Linked DNA regions of Sus scrofa: regions 1 and 3 are each linked to region 2. The links are chromatin contacts, called in public Hi-C maps. All regions are on one chromosome and are shown on one strand. Each heading gives the region's core, a stretch centred on a gene start, on an enhancer-like site or on the middle of the called end of the contact. The rest is flanking DNA. Distances are from core to core; before and after follow the strand shown. Region 1 has its middle 10 kb from the start of SPC24. Region 2 overlaps LOC110259342 (a long non-coding RNA gene). Region 3 holds the start of LDLR (low density lipoprotein receptor).

What was found. A called contact is a pair of places that touch in the nucleus more often than the background predicts.
Region 1: a Hi-C map of embryonic fibroblasts shows a contact between it and region 2, with 2.4 times the contacts expected there. The contact joins two enhancer-like sites. A contact is called at or near these places in 5 of 47 Hi-C or Micro-C datasets (embryonic fibroblasts, psoas muscle, skeletal muscle and 1 more).
Region 3: a contact with region 2 is called in a Hi-C map of embryonic fibroblasts, with 1.8 times the contacts expected there. The contact joins the promoter of LDLR here to the enhancer-like site in region 2. A contact is called at or near these places in 1 of 5 promoter capture datasets (fetal liver), 4 of 47 Hi-C or Micro-C datasets (embryonic fibroblasts, fetal heart ventricle, heart right ventricle and 1 more) and 2 of 2 datasets of contacts at active chromatin or transcription factors (alveolar macrophages and skeletal muscle).

What each region holds. Positions count from the first base shown.
Region 1 is chr2:69,877,974-69,882,376 of Sscrofa11.1, forward strand. No RefSeq gene overlaps it. Among named protein-coding and RNA genes, the nearest start is that of SPC24, 10 kb to the right of the region's middle. Within about 2 kb of position 1,313, at least 48 of the 83 cell types and tissues checked have an H3K27ac peak or open chromatin away from gene starts, as enhancers often do. A contact at or near this core is called in embryonic fibroblasts, where this site is marked.
Region 2 is chr2:69,659,396-69,663,249 of Sscrofa11.1, forward strand. It overlaps LOC110259342 (a long non-coding RNA gene), which reads right to left. Exons shown (of 2, transcript XR_002341646.1): 2 at 1,991-2,896. Among named protein-coding and RNA genes, the nearest start is that of YIPF2, 12 kb to the left of the region's middle. Within about 2 kb of position 1,431, at least 17 of the 83 cell types and tissues checked have an H3K27ac peak or open chromatin away from gene starts, as enhancers often do. A contact at or near this core is called in embryonic fibroblasts, where this site is marked.
Region 3 is chr2:69,825,344-69,829,807 of Sscrofa11.1, forward strand. It overlaps LDLR (low density lipoprotein receptor), which reads left to right and starts at 3,040. Exons shown (of 18, transcript NM_001206354.2): 1 at 3,040-3,251. The coding sequence starts at 3,185.

The sequences.
Region 1 (4,403 bases), core at 63-2,562, 220 kb after region 2:
GGCAGACTCAGGCCTCTCCCCACCTCCAGGACCCCTTCCACCAGTACCCTCCGTGGGCTGAACCCAGCGGGACCTGTGAAATGGGGTTTCCCTGCCTTACAGAGTGGACTGAGAGATGGCAGTGATGGGCCCAGGAGCAAAAGACCCGGAGTGTGGGGCCAATGTGGGAAGAAAGAGCACATACTGGGCCAGGCGGCCTGGGTTGAGCTGGATGACCTTGGATCCATCAGAGCCTCAGTTTCCCCAAGTGAAGTGGCGGCGTTGCTGATCTCCACCTCCCCAGCTTGGCGAGTGCCAGGCGATCTGGTGGAGAGAAGCACCAGGAGCCGCAGGGACTGTTATCTTTTCTGTGTCCACTGGGTGGCACTTCCTTCCTTCCTTCCGCCTTTTGTCCTGGGAAGGTTCCAAAATGCCTCTGGGGGCGAAAGCTGAGCAGACCGCACAGGAAGTGTCCGGGGCCTGCACACACGGACGGTCGATAATTGTTTGATTGACTGACTTCATGCTCAGCCGTGTGGCAAACTGGACAAATGAGCCTGAGTGGCCAGGCACGCTGGAGGGGCCGAGGGTGCCGCCAGGGGCGGGTGGGGCAGAACTTAGGAGGTCCCGAAGTGAGGCAGAGTCTGGGAGAGGCCAGAGGTGATGGAAGCTTCTGGTCTCTGGCCTAGGCAATTTTCCATTAAGGGAGCGGGTAGTTACTGAAATCCTTCGGCAGGCACCCCCTTCATGGCACTGAGTGTGACACAGACACTCAGGATTAGAACCTCAGGACAAATAAAAGCAAATGCTTTTGGGGGGTTAACTCCTCTGCTGCCTAAGTAGGGGACAAGCCCAAAGCCCATTTTAGGGATGGGAAAATGGAGACTGGGTCACAGGGCTGGGCTCCCGCAATTCCTAGTGGGACCCAACCCCCATTTGCCTCTCTCCTCCAGGAGCCCGAGGGCGCGCAGGGGGGTGGGGGCAGCCTGGTGGTGGTCCTCTCTGTGCTCCAGTGGGGTCCCCTAGGGAAAGGTGTGAATGTCACTTGGAGCTGGTCGGTGGGCCCAGCCCCACAAAGGGGTGGGGAGCAGACTGGACCTAGAGAACAAGGTGCAGGCATGAGGGACCCTGACCTCCCCCTCTCCACCGGCTCAACAGCTCTGGCCAGGACCGGCTGGACAGTGGGAGGAAACTGCTCCCCCAAGCCTGTCGCCCCAACTCGTGTCCTCTGCCGCCCCCAGCCCGGCATCCGAAACCACAGCTGCCTGTGGTGAGTCAGGCTGGAGCCTGCTGGGCTGAGCCCAGGTCCGTGGGAGGGAAGGGGGGGCAGGAAGGGAGGGAGGAAAGGGGGGGAGAGCTGTCCCCATGCCGGCCCCTCCCCCATCTGAGCCCTCTCCCCTCCCCCAGGAAGTGAATTCCCTTGTTGATGAAGGGATGAGAGAGCAGCTGAGAGTTGGAGTTTGAGCGGTCACTGGTCAGATCATCCACCCCACCAAGCAGGGCAGCAGCGTGTGTCCGGGAGTGGAGGCCAGTGCGGGGACAGCCTCCAGGACTCCTGGGACCTGTCCTGCCTCCCCTCCAGGCAGCTCAGGTTTCAGCACTGACTCCTGCCCTGGGTGAAGGGGCTCCTCCCCAGCACAGCTGCTCTGCTCACCCCTGCCTCCTCTCCCACGCTGTACACATGGCTGTGAGTGGGATGGAGGGGGGAGCTTGGGGGTTCAGTGAGACTAGCCCCCTAGTCCACTGGGCTCTGCACCATGACGTGTGTCAAGAGGCCACTGTCAGGCTTCCCTTTCCCCAAGCCCCAACTCTGGGGCCCCTCCCCAATCCGAAAATCCTCCTCATGTCTCATTGAGGACTGCAGGCCTGGCATGATCCAGCCCTGTGGCCTTGTGGTCCTCTCCATGCTGGCCCCTCGGCTGCCTCTGAACACCTACCTTTTGCATTTACTGTTCCCCCTGCAAGGATCACTGTCTCCACATTTTTTTTTTTTTTTTTTTTTTTTTTTTTGTCTTTTTCTAAGGCCACATCTGTGGCATATGGAGATTCCCAGGCTAGGGGTTGAATCGGAGCTGAAGCCACCGGCCTACACCTTAGCCACAGCAACGCCAGATCTGAGCCCCGTCTGCAACCTACACCACAGCTCACGGCAACGCTGGATCCTTAACCCACTGAGCAAGATCAGGGATTGAACTCGCAACCTCATGGTTCCTAGTCGGGAACTCCAGTCTCCACATTTTTATTCCCAGGGACTCTGGTCTATCTGGGCTCAAATGACTTCTCTCTCCCTGGGCCTCCCATAGAGGCATCACCCAAACAGTTACAGCTTTATCACTGAGATGATCTCAATCATAGGTCTGGGTTAAGAGTACAAGTTGTGGGGAGTTCCCGTCGTGGCTCAGTGGTTAACAAATCTGACTAGGAACCATGAGGTTGAGGGTTCGGTCCCTGGCCTTGCTCAGTGGGTTAAGGTTCCAGCGTTGCCGTGAGCTGTGGTGTAGGTGGCAGACTTGGCTCAGATCCTGCGTTGCTGTGGCTCTGGCGTAGGCCGGCGGCTACAGCTCCGATTCAACCCCTAGCCTGGGAACCTCCATATGCCACAGGAGCGGCCCAAGAAATGGCAAAAAGAGAAAAAAAAAAAAACAAAACAAAAAAAAAGAGAGTACAAGTTGTGGATCCAGCTCTAATGCGGGCTCTGCCACCCATCAGCTGTGAAACCTTCCACAAATAGCTTGCCATCTCTATGCTTGTTTGATCACCTGTAAGGACACTGGAAGCCGGCACACAGCACCTGCTCATGGCATCCACTGGAGTGTGGCTCACGGTTACCCAGTACACACTTCTGAGTCAGCTGGGGAGGCTGGTGCCTCCTGGTGCCTTCCTGAGAGTGGTCCAAGCACTGTCATGTCTGTGTCACTCCCCTGTGACCAGTTCTCCCAGCCTCTCCCCAGCCTCGGCCCACCAAACTTGCCAGAGGTCTGCTTGAGAGGTTCAGCCTCTTGACTTCCACATACCCTGGGGAATTTTCCCCAGAAACACCAATAACTAATATAAGCACCAATAACCAATATGAGCACCACCAATATAAGCCAGACTGGCCAGGTGTGTGGATATATGGCAACCGCTGATCACTGGTGATTTTAAAGTATCTAGAACTTGTTATTTTGGTTTTTCATTGCCCAGTAGGTAGGTCTCCACCAAGCACACTCCTGAGTTCCAGTCCTTGCTTGGTTTCCTTCTACCTGGGTGACCTGGGACAAGGGACAGGAGCCGCAGAGGCTGTGTCTCACCTGAAAAACCAAGATGCTCCTCCACAGACCCTAGGGCCCCACTGGTGAGTTCAGCCTTCTAAGGTGTCATTGTCCTGCGACTTTGGGCAACTGACTGGACCAGGCTGTGCCTCAGTTTCTCCTCGTGAAAAATGGCTTCTCCCCACTGGCTTGGGATGGTGCTAGCCTGAGGGGGTGCAGGAGGAGGAGCGGGTGTGGAGGGGGGGGAGGCAGCGCATGGGGTCAGGTCTTAGTGATGCAGGTGCAAGGCCTTGGTTCCTCAATTACCTCTGGGTTTGGGGGTTGCCAATCCTGCTCCCACCTCAACCAGGCTGGCCGAGCGCTCTGTGGGCTCCTGGCTGGCCTCCAAAATTTGGGAAAGAGCTGGTGGCCACTGATAGGTCGTTTCTCGGAGGAAGAGCAGGCAGGGGCGGGGGTGGGGGTGCAGGCTGGAAGCCACAGGGCCAAGGCGGTCCGGGCGTCCGGCCAGTGCTGGGCAGTGAGTCAGGGCCCAGGCATGTGGAGGGCCAGGCCTCTCCCGGCCCCTGTGAGCTCAGCACCTCCCTGAACCCGCCCGCTGGGTCCTGCTGCGTTCTTAACCCACTTGCTCACTCCTTGGGCCAGTCGCGGGGGCTGCCTGGGGAGACAGAGACATGGCCCCTCTGAACCTGGGTCTGTGCAGCCTCCCTCAAGCAACCTTCTTCTACTTGGGGACACGGGGCTTCAGGCGGACAACGCCTCCTGTGTCCTTCCCAGAACAAAGTGAGGTGATTGCTTGAGGCAGGGGAACAGGCCCATGGGGATTAGCCTGGGCCTGTAACTTCACCCACCCAATACTTGCTTTCTCTCCCAGGGACTCTGCCCAAAAGTCTGAGAGTGGTATACCTCTCTCCCTGCCCTAGGACCCTCAGCTGAGCCAGGTCTACTGGGGTGGGGGGCTGGGAGGGGGAAGCATTCATGCAGGGGAGCCAGTGGAGGCTGGCTCTGTCAGCAGGAATGGCCATCAAGGTGACAGCAGCCCTTCAGCTGACTTTGGAGGATGACTGACTGGTTCCTGGTCAAGGCTGCAAGGCAGGTGGGCTGCCATGTGTGTGGCCCTCCCAGCATTGTTGTGACAAGGGTGTATTCTTGGCATATGCCAAGAATATGGATATC
Region 2 (3,854 bases), core at 181-2,680:
AGGAGTTCCCGTCGTGGCACAGTAGGAACCATGAGGTTGTAGGTTCGATCCCTGGCCTTGCTCAGTGGGTTAAGGATCTGGCGTTACCGTGAGCTCTGGTGTAGGTCGCAGATGCAGCTCTGATCTGGTGTTGCAGTGGCTGTGGTGTAGGCTGGCGCCCACAGCTCCAATTAGATCCCTAGTCTGGTTGGAACCTCCATATGGAGTGGGTGCGGCCTTCAAAAGACAAAAGACGAAAAAAAAAAAGTTAAAAAATTGAAAAAGAATAGCTCATAGGTGCAGGGAACAGATTGGTGGCTGGCAGAGGCTGTGGGTTGGGTAAAAGTGGGTGAAGTCGACCAAAAGGTACAAACTTCCTCTTATGAAGAAAGTCACAGGGAGTTCCTGTCGTGGCGCAGTGGTTAAGGAATCCGACTAGGAACCATGAGGTTGCGGGTTCGGTCCCTGCCTTTGCTCAGTGGGTTAACGATCCGGCGTTGCCGTGAGCTGTGGTGTAGGTCGAAGATGTGGCTCAGATCCCGCGTTGCTGTGGCTGTGGCACAGGCCGGTGGCTACAGCTCCGATTCGACCCCTAGCCTGGGAACCTCCATATGCCGTGGGAGCGGCCCAAGAAATGACAAAAAGACAAAAAAAAAAAAGAAAAAAAAAAGTCATGGGAATGTCGTGTTCAGCATAGTGACTACAGTTAATAATAAAGTGTCTGAATCTCAGCTTTTCCACTTAGTACCTTTGGGAGCGACACAGCACAGGTGAAGTGCCTTTTCTACCCCTCAAATTCCTTACCTGTAAATAGGAGTCCAATCTGCTTGGGGTTGTTAGAAAAATCAACCACCAGAAAACACTTGGTACCTAGTAGATGCTCAGTGTGGCCAAGGGGGGAAGTCTGCGGCTCTGATCCACACCCTGCCCTGCCCTGCCTGGCTAGTGAAGGGACCACAACCTCTTAGCCTTACCTGCAGCCCGGCAGGGCCCCCCAGGGGAGTGCCTTGTAAATGCGAGACCCAGAGAGACTGGGTATATTTGTCTCGTGAAATAAAGCGACACTTGGATCTAACATGAACATTTTCCAGTTCTCTCTTTTAAGATTTATTCTTAATTAGCTTTAATTACTTGAGCTTTCTAGGACAGTCCAGGAGCTGGCCCTCCAGTTTGTCTCAGGGCTGGATGTTATAATTAGAGTGACCAGCAGAGGGCACCAGAGGTCCTCAGCGAAGCTAGCTGGCTCCTCCTGACCGGGCTCCTGTGGGGACGCTTGCTTTTGTTTAGGGAGGCTGAAGTCCAGGCAGAACAGTCTGCACACAGATACGTTTATTGTTCTTTAGAGACCATAGATAGATGGGGCCGACAGCAGGGCTGCAAAGAAGGACCAAATCCATCCCTGGAATTTGCACCTACGTTGTTAGCAGAGGCCGCCCCTTCCCTTGAGACGAGCCCCCTCTCCTCAGAGTGCAGGGAGGGGCAGGATTGCCTGGTCAGCCCTAGAAGCTTGCTACTCCCCTCGTTTTCTAGGAATTGTTTGGGAGCCCAAGGTACTGAGACCTGGTCTAGGGTAAGCTAGATGCCTAGAGCACAGAATTTAATGAGCACTCCGTGCCGGGGTTGAGTGTGGAATATTTCCAAGAGGAAATGCCTCCTTACATTTCATGCCTTGGTGTCTCACCCTAATCCTGGCTTTACCTCAGCGCCACCAGCCACATCACCCTGAGCCTGCCCAGTGAGCTTTTCCAGACTTGCTGGGACCTGAAGCATAAGGTCTTCTTAAACTGATGCCAGTCTACTGTCACATTTCCCTGACAGTTTCAAAATGTTTTTTTCCTCCCTTGGCCTTGCCCGTAGCATGTGGAAGTTCCTGGGACAGGGATCAAACACACACCACAGCAGTGACAATGCCAGAGCCTTCACCCTCTAGGCCACCAGGGAACTCCTCAAAATGTCTTTTTATACTTTGGTTTGTTTGAATCCAGATCCAAACAAGGTCCACACAGTTGTATTTTGTGGTTGAGTCTTTTAAGTCTCTTTTAATCTAGAGAAGTCCGCCCCGTCCCCCCACCAGACACACTTACCTTTGACCTGCTGCAGAAACACAGAAATGGGCTCAAGCGCCTTGAGATGCAGCCCACCTACTGGATGGGCTGGTTTGTTGTGGCATTCAGTGTGTTCCCTCATCTCCCCCACCCCCTGGAGTTCCTGTAAATTAGCTCTCAACTCAGAATAGCCTCCACGTGGGGTCCACCTGGGAAACATGAACCATCTAGGCCAGTTAAGTCAACATCCTGGCCTGGGTCCCAGGTGACCCCAGGTTTTCAGTCTCTCCAGGTGATGCTGATCATCAGCCAGGTCTGAGAACCACAACTCAAGAGGATTTATTAGAATCACATTCAACTCTTCCAGCAAGTTCTAGCTCAGGGGGTGCTCTGGCTGACGACACAGACATAAGGAGGCATGGTAGGTCTGCATGTCCCACTGCCAAAGTGGTCCCTCCCGTGAGGTTCCCTATCAGCCTTCCAGCTGATGGCTTTATCATTTTTCATCAAGATCTGAATCAATCACATCATCAGGGGTTGAAAAACAGATGTGGTACTTTGGTCTTGGAATCTTACTCAGAGCTGAGGAGGCACAGGCATCCTGCAGAGGCTGTCTCGAGTTCATAGAACCTACCAGTTGGCGTTTCTGGAGAACTCGCTGCCAAGCTATAGCAGAAGTCCTGGATTTGCCCTTTTGAGATTTCCAGCAGGGCGGCTACAAGGGTGCTGTGTCCCTTGCTCCATCTCGGGCAGAATCCAGTGGCTGATACCAACTGCTATTCATTAGCACAAATGACGGCTCCCAGATATCCGAGGTTCCAGATCCTCAGACTGATCCAACCTTGCCTGGTGTGGTTCCGTAGTATTTACTGCTGAAAAAAAAAAAAAAAAAAAAAACTGCGTGTAAGTGAATCCACACAGTTCAGAGCTATGTTGTTCAAGGGTCAATGGTATTTACATGTGGACTCAATTCTGACCAAGTGCATCAGGAGAGCCCTACAAGGAAGGTGCACCAGGCAGCCCCACATGAGGTATTTCTTTCTTTTTAGGTCGCATGTCCCTGAAAAGTTAAAGGTAAACCAAATTTTGGTAAGTCACATGTATCAGTGGTCAGGAGGGAGCTAACAGTTCTCTGAGAAGTAGATAGAAGGCAATTTCCTTTTCTTTTTTTTTGTTTTTGCTTTTTAGGGCCGCACCTGCAGCATATGAGGGTTCCCAGGCTAGGGGTCTAATCAGAGCTATAGCTGCCAGCCTACACCACAGCCACAACCACGCCAGGTCCTTAACCCACTGAGCAAGGCCAGGGATTGAACCCACAACCTCATGATTCCTAGTCGGATTTGTTTCAGCTGCACCACAACGGGAACTCCGGAAGGCAATTTCTATTTGCGAACCTTTTCAAAAGCCATAAATTCCTTTTTTGTTGGCCACACCTGAGGCACCATGAAATTCCCTGGGCCAAGGATTGAACCCTCACCACAACAATGACCAGAGCCACAGCAGTGACAATGACGGATCCTTTTTTTTTTTTTGCCTTTTCTAGGGCCATTTCCCTCGGCATATGGAGGTTCCCAGGCTAGGGGTCTAATCAGAGCTGTAGCCACTGGTCTACGCCACAGCCACAGCAACTCGAGATCCAAGCCACGTCTTCGACCTACACCACTGCTCACGGCAATGCTGGATCCTTAACCTACTGAGCGAGGCCAGGGACCGAACCCGCAACCTCATGGTTCCTCGTTGGATTCGTTAACCACTGAGTCATGATGGGAACTCCTGACAATGACAGATCCTTAAACCACTGGGCCACCAGGGAACTCTGTAAGTTCTTTT
Region 3 (4,464 bases), core at 1,790-4,289, 170 kb after region 2:
TCTTTCTTTCTTTCTTTTTTTTTTTTTTTTTGTTTTTGTTTTTTGCTTTTTTAGAACCACACCTGGACCATATGGAAGAGCCTAGGCCAGGGATCTAATTGTAGCTGCAGCTGATGGCCTAAGCCACAGCTGCCAGATATTTAACCCACTGAGTAGGACCAGGGATTGAACCTGAATCCTTGTGGATCCAAGTCAGGTTCATAACCTAAGAAGCCACAGTGGGAACTCCAAGCAGAAGAACATTCAAATGAAGTGGATTCCATGGAAGGATTTTTTTTTGGTCTTTTTTTTTTTTTTTTAATATGGAACGCTTCACGAATTTGTGTGTCATCCTTGCGCAGGGGCCATGCTAATCTTCTCTGTATCATTCCAATTTTAGTATATGTGCTGCTGAAGCGAGCACTTTTTTTGGTCTTTTTAGGGCCATACCCGTGGCATATGGAAGTTCCCAGGCTAGGACTCTAACTGGAGCTGCAGCTGCCTGCCCTTGCCACAGCCATAGCAATACAGGATCTGAGCCAGTCTTAGATCTACACCACAGGTCGCAACAACACTGGATCATTAACCCATGGAGTGAGGCCAAGGATCTAACCTACCTCCTCATTGATACTAGTCAGATTTGTTTCCACAGAGCTATGCCTGGAACTCTAGGAAGGATTGTTTTTAAGTGTGTATGAGGAAGAAGTTTTTCCTTGAAGAAAAGAGAGAGGGAAAAGATGTAGTTGCAAGGACATCAAAAACAAAACACTGGGAGTTCCTGTTGTGGCTCAGTGGGTTAAGAGCCCTGAGGACATGGGGAGAGCCCTCCTGGAATTCTTGCCCAGGACCTGGCACCCTGGGAATGTTCTTTTCAGAGCTTTTGTGGACTTCTTTCAGGCCTGACCTCACATCTCCATACAACTACCTCTGGAGACATAAAAAGCTAAGTCCCTTCTGGAAGGGAATGTTTCCTGGTAACTCTTTGCAGGCCTATTGGGAAGCAAGGGCCTTCTACCACCAGGTGGATCAGAAAAAGCTGGAGCGGAACAGAACAGAAACTGAGCCTGAGAAGTCTTTTATAATTTTTCAGAAAGGAAATCAGACCTAGTACTCCAGGAATTTCAGTTGTGGTTCAATGGGTTTAGAGCCCAACATTGTTTCTGTGATGATGCATGTTCAATCCCCGGCCTTGCTCAGTGGTTTAAAGATCCAGCCCTGCTGAAAGCTGTTCAATAGGTCACAGATGTGGCTTGGATTTGGTGTTGCCTGGCTGTGGTATAGGCCAGTGGCTGCAGTTCTGATCTGACCCCTAGCCTGGGAACTTCGATATGCTGCAGGTGTGGCCCTCAAAAAAAGAAAAACAAAACAAAAAACCAAATCTACTGCTCCTGACTTAACAAACAAACAAAAAAACACAACAACAACAAAAAGAGGCACATATAGAATAAGGAATGGAATTTGATGGTGACACATTCATAAACCACTCTCAGAACTTGCTAGTCCTTGTAAATTTCTCCAGGTATTGCTAATGAGCTCGTTTTGACCCTGATAATGAACCTGCCAAATAAGGGAAGCAGGCATTTCCTCCCCATATTTATTTTATCAGCCTTGATTTATTGGCAAAGCTAAGTTATTTGCCTGAGGTCCGTCTGATTCAGAATCTGGGGCTCTTTACTGCCAAACACTTTGTAAGTTTCTTCTTCTGGATTAATCGCTATTTTTCTCCCCAAGGATTCAATTGTGCCCCTTATACTTCTTTTCTGACTTCTCTGCTGGGTTTCCCTGTAAGCCTGCTGAAAGGTTAGTTTGCCCAGCTAAGCTCAGTTTGTAAAACCTTAGAGATCTCTGCTCATTCCTGAAGTAAACCTCCAAAACTGCCAGACCCTTTGTGGGAGGCTTTTTTGGCAAGGGGCCGCTGGTAAGTGCATGGATCCCAAAAGAGACTCCCTGATTTATTTATTTTTTTAATGTGAAGAAAATCTTTATGATTTTAATTATTTTAATTATTTTTTTCTTAGTTTCAAAAGGTTTATTTTTGAGCATGGTGAGAATACATGAACAATATAGATAGCTCAAGAAAAATAGAGGTAAACAAAAAATGTCACTGCCCAAAGATAACTCTCCTTAGTACTCTGAGAGATTTCTCCTCCATAGCTTTTTGTGCATTCATTCATGTATTTTTATTGAAAAAAATTTTTATGGCTATACCTGCAGCATAGGGAAATTCCTGGGCCAGGGATTGAATCCAAGCGGCAGCTGTGTAGCTGCGGCAACACTGAAGACTCCCTGATTCTTAAAAGCTGTTTTCCAACAGCCCTCTGTGGTCTAAGCAATCAGGTTCAGCTCTGAAAGCTCTATTTTGTTTTGATTTTGCTCAGAGGAGAGGAAGTGGCTTCTCTGTTTGTTCAACTCCTTCTCCTAAAAGGATAAATCAATATTTATATCCAGACCCCAAGTAGTGGGTCAGTTGATTTTAGAGATGTTTTTGCTCAAAATTCATCTGAGCGCTGGATCCCATAAAACAAAATCAGTTTTGGGGCGTTCTTTCAAGATGATTTTATTTAACTCTCATTGATTATGGGGCGATGTGGAAGAACTCTCTAAAACTATATATGACGAAATGGTTAAAATCTATAAACAATTCCTAGAAAGGAAAAGGCCAAGTAGAGAAGGGGGTGTGTGTGGGGGGTAAGTTTCCAATATTTCTAGTCAGAGGGGAGATGTCATTGGCCAAAACCATTTGGAAGGACAGATGGATGTTAACTTTGGACACCAAAGAGGATGTAACAATTAAAAATTGAGAGAAATTTAAGGGATACCCTTCAGCTGACGCGCGTTTCCATTTTGGGCTGGGGGTCGGGGGCTTAGTTCTTGTGCCACCAAAATCGACACATCTAGCAGCCCATCCCAGAGCGGCTTTGGAAAAGACTGGAATCCGAGTCAGGGCTTCACGGGTTAAGGATCCCATGTCACATCAGCCGTTCGAAACTCCTCCTCCCGAAACTCCTCCTCTTGCAGTGAGGTGAAGATATTTGAAAATCACCCCATGCAAACTCCTCCCTCTACGAGAAACCTCACATTGAAATGCTGCAAATGACTGGGGCCCCGCGTGCAGTCGCGTCCGGGCCGCGCGAAGCCCGGATTTCAAGAGCGCACACAGTGAACAGGAGCCCGGGCCAGGGAGCTGCAGGCGGAGGCTGGAAGCATGAAGTCCACGGGCTGGGTCCTGCGATGGGCTGTCGCCTTGCTCATTGCTGCGGTGGCAGCTGCAGGTAAGTCTGGCTCCAGAAGCTCTCGCGGCTTGGAGGTTAGCTCCCGAACTCGGGGAGCCTCTTAGTAATTTTTTTTTTTAGGGGGTGGAGAACTAAAAATCACTGTATCCTTGGCAGACTTGTGGGAAAATGGCACGAAGTCATTCTTACGTGGTTGGAGGGGGCTCTAAGGGGGGCGCGAGAGTTTAGGGGGTCTGGAGGCTCTGGGGGAGTCAGGGAAAACATGGTGTGGCTTTCCCACAAGTTTCCACTCGATGCAGGTCCCCCTTATCTTAGAGCACGGTACGCGGATCTCCACCCCTGTGGGGAGAGAGCTCTCCCTCTCAGAGTTATTCTAGGGTGAGGGTGATCCAAAACCCTATTGCTCAGCCTCGAGGTCCCTGCCGAGCGCTTCCCCCGGATCCTTCCCTCTGCATCCTTTTCGCCTGCAGGGGTTACGACGGCGGCCCAATTAGCTTTGTGCTGTCCGAAAGGGATGCTGGCTCCCAGAACAGAGCCGAGGGCACCCAGAATCGTCCCGGAACCACGCTTCCGCCCCGGGCCACCGCCTCCTGCCCCGCCTTCAGCCCCGCGGGCCCGCCCTCGGGCTGCTATTGGGCACTACTCGAACAGGCGAGCCTCGAGCCACTCCCCTTGGCCAATGGCGGCAGAGAAGCGCGCGCGGCGCGGGGCGTGGCTGGGGTACCACGCCGCGGCACCTGGTTCTGGGTGAGGTCGAAGGAGATTCCTGGGGTTCATCCCAGGCTCCTGTCACAAAAGAGGGAGCAGGTTTTGGGCCCCTGGAGAAGCTCCATGAGCCTGGACGAGGCTCCTGCTGAGCGCCTGGGCCCCGTCGGCGAATGCCTCGGTTTCTTCTGCGATCGGTGGCGTGGCCTCTGTCCGCACTTTGTCCTCGCGGCTGCCCTCGCTGGGTTCGCCCGGGACACCCTCAAGGCTTCGGTTCCTCTCCAGGCTGAAACTGTTCCTAAGGAACTAATACCACTCCTTGAGCGGACGCGAAGAGCACTTTCGCGGAGACCTCCAGCCGTGCTGGGGCAGGGACTGAGTATCAGGGACTGGATGGACCCCTCAGCTTGCCTTGTTTGTTCAGAGAGGATAAATGGGTTCAGCCGAGCTGCCTACAAGACGACCTTTCGTGTTAGAGGGTTTGAAATTTAGGTTTGGGCAAGAGGCTGCTTGGTGCAGGATCCTTAGTTATCCATTGGCTGCTAGA